Regions from separate parts of the Mus musculus genome. Here region 1 is linked to region 2. Evidence: chromatin contacts called from public Hi-C data. All regions are on one chromosome and are shown on one strand. The core of a region is the stretch at or near the end of the contact, and the rest is flanking DNA. Distances in the headings are between cores, read along the strand shown.

Region 1 (4,285 bases), core at 922-3,421, 1.7 Mb before region 2:
ATAAGCCCTGCAAAGTCCTCGGCCCTCAGTGCTACTGTTACCTGCCACACCTCCTCACCCCCCCCCCACTACTCCTCACACACACCCCCGGGGGCAGTGAGTGCCAGGTGAGATCACTCCCAAGTTTTGTCACGCTTTCATGCTGAGCCCAGATTGGGAGGGGCCTTGACATAGGAGGACTGTTGGGAGTTTATGCCAAACTTACCTGGTTCAAAGCTAGTGTGGCCACTGACTGGCAGTGTGACCATGGCCCAGTCATCTCACCTCTGAGTGTCAGGGTCGTTATGTACAGTGGAGGGAAGAGCAGTGCTCCGTGAATAACTGATAATAGAAATAACTCCTGTGCAGGGCTAAAGGGAGGACTTAGCCACATCCTGTCATCATAATTAATGCACGTACTCTCTCCTTACCCCTGGTGGCATCCCCCCACCACCACTTCTTGTTTCAGGTAAGCAGTGTATCCAGGAAGGTAGGCTCTGGGTCATATGGCTTGATCTCCTTTAAAGCCCTGGCTCTATGGAGGGTCTTGAAAAATCTTGCTGCCAGGACCCTTCTCATAGTAGGTACTCTGGGGCTCCAGGGTCCCCGAAACCAGTCCTCCTTCCAAGAATCTTCAAGCCCAGACAATGTGGGATAAACCTGGAAAGCACTGCTGGACACAGTGATACGGTGAGTTGGGAGGGATGCCTGGAGTTCAAAGGTCAGCCTAGACTACTGTGTGAGCACCAGACCAGCCACGACTTGTCTCCATCAAACAAGAGGGGGAAGCAAACGGGAAGCCTGCAGCTGACCCTGGAGAGTGGGGTGGCAACTCTGAAGACAGGAGGGATTGGGAAACTGAAACAGAAGGGAGCTTGTAGGACCACAGACCAGGAGGTAAACGCTGGAAAAATCGGCCATGATCAGCTCAGAATTTCAAGACAGTAGAGGAAGACAGAACAGACTTCAGACTCTCCTCTCTGTCTCTCTGTGTTATTGTTGTTTTTCCTGGCTGTCCTGGAACTGGCTCTGTAGACCAGGCTGGCCTGGAACTCAGAAATCCATCTGCCTCTGCCAAGTGCTGGGATTAAAGGCGTGCGCCATCAAGGCCCGGCTCACGCCCATTTCAAAAGCATCAGGAGTGCCGGCTCAATGTTAACAGTTTTGGGGATGATTGACTCTGGACAGACCAGCTTTGGCGCGGCTCTGTGAAGGAAGGTTGTAGTAGATCCATCCTGACAACACAAGATCCAAGGGTTTAGGCCTGAGCGTTGATCGCTCACCGCCCACAGTGTCGCCGCGCCCCCTGGCGGCCGTCAGTTGCCATGTCAACGGCGGGTGGCTGAGACGACGGAGGCGGCAGCGGGGGCAGTTCTCTCTTCCCCTGGCCTCAAGGCCGCTCCCACGGCACCTCCTGCCTTCGCCTCACCGGGAGCACACTCCCGGTCCTGGAAGAAGGGCCATTCTGTAGCAGCTGGCATTCGGGGGATAAACTGAGGCACGCAGGAGGGAGCCGCAGGCAGGTGTCTAGTGCGGAGCCCCACCTCCAAAGGCAGAGGAGGGGCTGCGAGCAGTGACGCGCCGAGGGCGGACGCTGGACTGGGAGCGGGAGGGCGGGAGGCGGCGGCGGCAGGTGCGGCTGCGAAGGGTGGGAGGAGGAGGGAGGGGGTGGGCGGAGGGGGAGGGGAGGCCAGGACGGGCACCTCCCCCTTTATAACGCGCCCCCTCCCGGGCTTTCGGGCCGCCTCCTCGTCTGCTCTGCCTATCTCGCCCCCTTGCCCTGCCGCCCCGGGCCGGGCTTGGCCAGGGAGCCTCCGCCCCCAGGCCTTCCCCCCACCACCACCCGCCGCCCCGCGCAGCCCGGCGGAGGCGGCGCCGTCGGAGGAGGAGGAGCAGGGCACTGCGGCTGGCCCCGGATCGGGAGCCAGAGCGGCAGCAGCTTCGGCAGCAGCACGGCCCGGGCCAATGCAGCGGGACGCACCGCCGCGAGCCCCAGCCCCAGCGCCACGGCTTCCTGCGCCCCCGATCGGGGCCGCCAACAGCGCTGGCGGCGGCGGCGGAGGCGGGGGCAGTGGCGGCGGCGGAGGCTCCTCTGCAGCTCCGGCTCCCCCTGGCCTCCCGGGAACTACAAGTCCCAGGGGGCCTGGCGGCGGGCGGAGACCGGAAGAGGCGGGCTCGGCACCTCGAGGCCGGAAGTGGCCGTGGAGGCGGAAGTGGCGCGGCCGCGGAGGGGCCTGGAGTGTGGCGGGACCGGGAGCGGCGGGAGCTGCGGCTGGGGGCGGCGGCGGCGGCGGCGGCGGAGGCGCGCTGGAGGTGGCCATGGCCAAGCAGTACGACTCGGTGGAATGCCCGTTCTGCGATGAGGTCACCAAGTACGAGAAACTTGCCAAGATCGGCCAAGGCACATTCGGGTAAGATTAGGCCGCGTGGGACCGCGAGCCCGGGACCTGCACTTTCCAGGGCCGACGTCGGGTCGCCCAGAGCCCGGGCCGAGGTGGTCCGGAAGCTTCTGTTTTCGTGGCTGTTGCCCGGTCTTGCTCGGCCGCGGCGCAGACGTTCCCGGCCCAACCGAGCCGACTGGCGGGGAGGAGCCTGGGGCCCGTGATGGGGGTTGGGTAGGGTTGCTGAGAGCCACTCCGAATGTGAGCGGCCACCTCTAGGGGAGGAGTAGGGGCTGAGTAGGAGTAAGCAGAGGCCGGGAGGAGGACGGAAGACACGCGGTGTGGAATGACCGCGTCCCGGATCCGAGGCCGCACCCCGCCCGCCGTGGGTCTGGGCTCCTGCTGCTCCCCTTCGCGCGGGGGAGGGGCACTCCCTGCGGAAATGCCTTATGGGTCCCTTGGGTCTTTCTCTGTGCCTGCAGGGAAGTCTTTAAAGCCAAGCACCGTCAGACGGGCCAGAAGGTGGCTCTGAAGAAAGTGTTGATGGAGAATGAGAAGGAGGGGGTGAGTATATGGACCACTGGGCCGACCTTCTTCTAACCTGGCTGGGTTTCCACACCGCTACTTCAAAGGGTTTTGTGCTGAGATTCGACCTAGTGTTTTTCGGTTTTCCATGGAACAAGGAATTTGGCTTTCCATTTACACTGTTGAGCTTTAGTGGCAGAGTTCTGTGGGAGCCACGGGAGGGAGCCTGTGCTTTTCCCATGGAGTGCAGGTTGACTCTAGAAAACTTTCAGCTTAGCTTGGCGTTGAATTTTGTTTTGTATGAAGAGACCATTTGTGCACAAGCCGTTTAAAAGGCCGCTGAGCTTAAGGTGATGTTCTGAAAGGTGTTGTTTCCATCAGCCTCAGCAGCATTGCCTTTGTAAGGAAAATGCTGTTTGTCTTACTTTGCGTCTATAGGGTCTTCTGTTTTCTGGCATGTCTGTGTACAGCACTATTCTCCAGTACCTGGGTACCTGAGGAAGCCAGAAAGGTGTGCCAGGTTGCCTTGGATCATTTGGGACAAAAGATCCACTGTGTGGGTGCTGGGAATTGAACCTGGGTCCTGGGGGAGGATAGCCAGTGCTGTGGTGTGTGTGTTTCCCTGAAACAGGGACTCTATGTTTTGTTTGACACAAAATCTCTCTGTAGCCCCAACTGTCCTGGAACTCACTGTTTGGTCCAGGCTGTTCTCAGACTCACAGAGGATCAACTGCCTGTGTTTCCTGACTGCTGGAAATAAAGGGCTGGACTGCCACACGTGACCATAGCCAGTTTCCTTAACCATTCAACTATCTCCATTCCCAGGAAATTTCTTGATCTTTTTGGTTTTTTTGAGACAGGGTTTCTCTGTGTAGCCCTGGCTGACCTGGAACTCACTTTGTAGACTAGGCTGGCCTTGAACTCAGAAATCCACCTGCCTCTGCCTCCCAAGTGCTGGGATTAAAGGCGTGCGCCACCACTGCCCCACAAATTTCTTGATCTTAACTCACAAGTGTTAGTGACAAAATGTTTATCCTTATTTGGGTTGTCTAAAATAAATTCCCAGTCTGGAGTAAAGGGTTGTGATTATAATCCCAGCACTTATGAGACTGGGGAAAAAAGATGGTTCATAAACAAGTTCAAGGCCACCATTATCTAGATGGCAACATTTAGCAGCTCCTTGAGATATGTGTGTGTTTGCACTTATTTTATATTTTGCAAAGGCTAGCTACAGATAAATATAGATATATCTTCCCCTCTCCCTTCTTTTTGAATCAGGAGCTCAACTAAGCAGTCTGGCCTTGAACTTGGTGGTTCTGATGTCTCTGTCTCCTGATACGAGAATTGGATTCCAGATAGGAACCATCACACAGGAACGATTCTCTCGCCTGTCTTTCAAC
Region 2 (4,161 bases), core at 877-3,376:
TCCTTCTTCTTTTTGGATTTTGGAGACAGGGTTTCTCTGTGTAGCCCTGGCTGTCCTGGAGCTCACTGTAGACCAGGCTGACCCCAAACTCAGAAATCCCGACTGTCTCTGCCTCCCAAGTGCTGGAATTAAAGGTGTGCGCACCACTGCCAGGCTTCTCCTTTTTTCTTATTTATTTATTTTTATTTGGTTTCTGGAGACAGGGTCTCTCTGGGTAGCCTTAGCTGTCCTGGGACTCACAGAGATCTGCCTGCCTCTGCACGTGCCATCGTTACCCAACTCAAATAAGCACTTTGGAATGCTTACCATGACGAGGCCATCCCAGATGTGACTGCTCCTTAAGCATCCATCCAGCTCCGCAGAAAGTCAGCACCCATCCCACCTGTCATGCCAGACTAATATCTGAGACCCCTCACTTTCCTGGAGGCTCCTTTCCAGAGCACTTTTACTTCCAAAAACACTACTCAGAGCGACTGCAGTCTCTGTATCCAGCACCTAGGTCAAATTTCCAGCTGCCACACTCCAAGCGGCACTTGTGTCAAACGAGAATCAACTCCGTCTGCCAGAGCCCAGGGAGTTGGTATCACCTGGCATTCTGGCTTCAAGGATGGGAATGCAGATACAAACAAGGGACAACTTGTTTGTATCAGATGTCCCTCTCTGTATCTTCAAATGAGGAATGTCTCAAAATGCTCTTGACCTTGTGACTTTCCTTGGAGGCACCAGAGAGGCCCAGTACCCTAGAGGTTAAGGGGTAAGGCATGGTTAGGCAGGGAAATTAAGAGCCACCTCTGAGCCTGTGAGAATTGTACACCCAAGTCCCTGGATTCATGCAGCAGTTCCCAAGGTGCCTCTTTTTCAGCCAACAGAGACATGGTGTCCAATGACTGCCATCGACATCTGAAGATGGTTGATCTAATCTCCAGTGGGGTCAAGACTTTTGATACTTAATGCCTCTTTGATCAAAGCTAAAAGGCTGTTTCAAGACATCCCGAGTTTTCTCTTTGTCCCAGTCTAAGGGGAATATGACAACTTCAGAAAAAAAAATGTTCTGGAAAAAAGCCAAGGCATGGCAGACATGCCCTCCCTGCTTCAGAATAGTCTTCTGGAAAAAGTGTCCATCAGCCCCTCCCCCAGCCCATAAGCTGGCACACCAGCTGCAGCAGCAGCAGGGAAGACCCACAGAGGCCCGCTGTCCCTGAAGCACACCCTGCAGCTGTGAAAGCTCTGTCCCCAACCCAGCCTCACCTCCCAGCTGCAGAACTTGAAGTACGGGTTACTTCTCTTACGCCTCGGTAGCCTCGTTTTTTGAAAGAGAGACCCAACTGCATCTACTTCGTGGGATTTGATGGAAGGCTTCTAGAAGAGACTGCTTACCCCAGTGCCTGCCACAGTTAAGTGTCGAGTAAGAAGCGCTGTGCTCCAGAGGAAACTAGTAATTAAGGAGTCCCTAAAAGTCCCATGTGAGCTATTACGCATGCACTTATCCATCTTATAAGTGTTTATAGACACCTTTAAAAACTAACTACCGTCGCAACATCTCGGGGGTGTAAGGTGCTTATGGCAGAGCGACAGTCCTCCAGGCCAAACGAGTCCTCCCAAGCTCTCAAAGAGCAGTCCCTGGCCTCTGAACGTCAGTGGTACCTCTCCTAGGGACGAATGGCTGCAGGCCAACCTGGTATGGACAGTCAGCACCGGGACTGATATTCACCCCCGGCAAGGTGATCAGCTTTTGTGAGTGAGGAATAAATGTGCACGTCCGAGCCCTGGAGCCCGAGTGGCCTCCTGCTGGCCTTCCAAGCGACGTGCGGCCTGCTCAAAAGCCAGAGCCGTGGGGGTTCGGGGCGGGCACGGGAGTCGGTGATGGGATGATAGGCGGCGGGGACCTCTTACCAGGTCCTGGCCGCCCCGCAAAGCCAGGCCTCCCCTGCTCCCAGCGGCTGGACGATGATCCCCGCTCTAGCGGCCCAGCCCCCGGCAGCAGGCAGCAGCCGTCAGAAACTCACCTGCCGTCGCAACCGCGCCGCCTGTCAGTCAAGCTAGCCCACCGCGGCGCTGCCTAGAGTCTTGTGGCTCTGCCTGCCACGCCCCGCCTCCTCACCGTCAGACGTCCAATCGGGAGAGCCTATGCCAGGAGCGGGGGCGGTGTCACAGGTCACAGCCTACTAGAGGGCGGTACCGGGCACGCCGGAGGCGTGGCCGTGCGAGTGGTGAGTGCCCAAGCATGCCGGGAGTCGGGGGAGTGGCCGTGCTGCTGGGGTTTCACCGTGTGGTTCGAAGGCCGTCCTGTTGAGCGGTGAGCATGGTTACTCGATGGGCGTGGTCGAGGGTGTGGCCACGCGGCAATACCTGCCCTTGCTTTTCGGAGTTCGGAGTGGTTGCCTGCCCTGCTGAGGCGGGGCCCTACGGGCTTGGGGTGTGGCCTGGCAAGGCGGAGGCGGGTCTGAGTGCAGCCGACGCTCTGACGACACTTCTGCGCGCCGGAAGAGAGAGGTTCCCTGGACTACGCGTCTGGTAACGCAGCGCCAAGGGTCTGGTTCCGCTATGCGGATTACTGGGAAAACATTCCGCCGGCGCCGGGCTGACTCGGAGTCGGAGGAGGATGAACAAGAATCAGAGGAGGTTCGGTACGTGTTGCTGAGACAGGCTTGGGACTGGATACCGGCCAGCGCCACGCAGAGGCTCCTAGGGATAAGGCCACATCGCGGCTGGGAGAGGTGCCCCGGGGTCGCATGGGTCTGACTGCCGATGACCACTGGATCAGGGACTCGGCAAAGGGACATGTCCTTAGAACGGAGTTTGGCTTTTGAGTTCCGCAGGTCTCAACCTGTGCGTCACTTTTTATTCCTTTTTTTCCCCCAGGCTAAAACTGGAAGAAACCCGAGAGGTGCAGAACTTGCGGAAGAGGCCAAATGGGGTGAGGTGGGTACCACGGGGGTGGTCGCGGCGTCATTGATTTCCAGCTAAAACAAAAATTTCCAGCTAGGGTCGCAGTCACAAATCCCTCCTTTGACATACAGTTCTACTGATCATAGAGGGAACTAAGGTTCTTTATAAATGTTTGTCACATGCCCTGAACCTGATGGTCTATGGGTCTGCTCCAAGTCACTAACTGTAAATTTTAGCTGGACTGATGAATTGTGATTGACAACGTGTTAAGAGATAAGAATTTGGGAAACTTAGGTTAAAAAGTATAATAAATAAACAATAGCCTGGTTTGGTGCAATCCTATCACAGGGAGTTTGAGGGCAACCTAGGCTTCATAAGAAGAATAAAGAAAAAGAAAAAAACTTGAGGTAGAGAGACAGCATTTATAATAATATTTCCATTTATTTCCCACCTATTTCTTTTTTAGTTTATCCCATGCTTTTAAAGAGTTAAATCATCATATTACTGTGAGCCTCTGACCATGGTGTGTGTTTTCCAGAAAACCTTTTTAGAAGGCTGCGTCGTGTGCATTGCCAGGGGTGTGCACTATAACTTGCTACCAGATTGACTGGGATTGTGTGCTGCCTCACACCTAGACTCCCAGACTTGAGAAACTGAAACAGTGGGATTACCATGAGTTTGGTGCCAGCCGGGCCTGCAGAGTGAAACTGGTCTCAGCATCAACAAGGCCCATCCTAGTGCCATAGCACTGTAGTCCCAGCTGTGTGGGAAGATCACAGGTTTAAGGCCTGACTGAGCAACTATGAGACCTGGGTCATAAAGTAAACAAGAAATGGTGGGGATAGCTCAGTGCTGGTGTGCTTACTCAGTCCCTGTCAAGCCTTGGCTTCAGGTTTTAGGGTCATTTTGATAAATTTTCCTCTGGCATATGTCTTCTGATACAGATCCCTTGACTGGCAGAACCTTACTCTGTGATTTCCAGAATATCAAATGGCTTTGCAGGAGCGTGCGCCAACTGCTTCATTGCCTCTCACCCGACCCCCCATTTCACCATTCACAGCGAGCAGAGCACTGGGTTCTTCTTTGGCTTTTGTAACTACTGCCCACTACTCTCTCAGTTATGTAATCCCAATTGTCTCAGTTTGCTTCCTACTGCTGTGACCAGGACCAAAACAACTTGTACCCTTCCTGATCATCCTCAGTTATTGGGGGAATCATGGCAGGGCCTGAAGCAGAGACTGGAGGACACTGCTTCCTGGCTCATTCACATCC

What was found. A called contact is a pair of places that touch in the nucleus more often than the background predicts.
Region 1: a Hi-C map of B cells shows a contact between it and region 2, with 6 read pairs. The contact joins the promoter of Cdk9 here to the promoter of Usp20 in region 2. A contact is called at or near these places in 1 of 39 promoter capture datasets (pre-B cells) and 2 of 484 Hi-C or Micro-C datasets (B cells and cardiomyocytes).

The regions. Positions count from the first base shown.
Region 1 is chr2:32,710,670-32,714,954 of GRCm38.p6, reverse strand. It overlaps Cdk9 (cyclin-dependent kinase 9 (CDC2-related kinase)), which reads left to right and starts at 2,171. Exons shown (of 7, transcript NM_130860.3): 1 at 2,171-2,390; 2 at 2,843-2,924. The coding sequence starts at 2,299. Mir2861 (microRNA 2861) reads left to right here and starts at 2,067; the gene lies at 2,067-2,148. Mir3960 (microRNA 3960) reads left to right here and starts at 1,983; the gene lies at 1,983-2,055. Gm33457 (a long non-coding RNA gene) reads right to left here and starts at 1,645. Exons shown (of 2, transcript XR_001783272.2): 1 at 206-1,645.
Region 2 is chr2:30,980,244-30,984,404 of GRCm38.p6, reverse strand. It overlaps Usp20 (ubiquitin specific peptidase 20), which reads right to left and starts at 2,126. Exons shown (of 25, transcript NM_028846.5): 1 at 2,007-2,126. It overlaps BC005624 (cDNA sequence BC005624), which reads left to right and starts at 2,464. Exons shown (of 9, transcript NM_144885.2): 1 at 2,464-2,627; 2 at 2,863-2,922. The coding sequence starts at 2,545.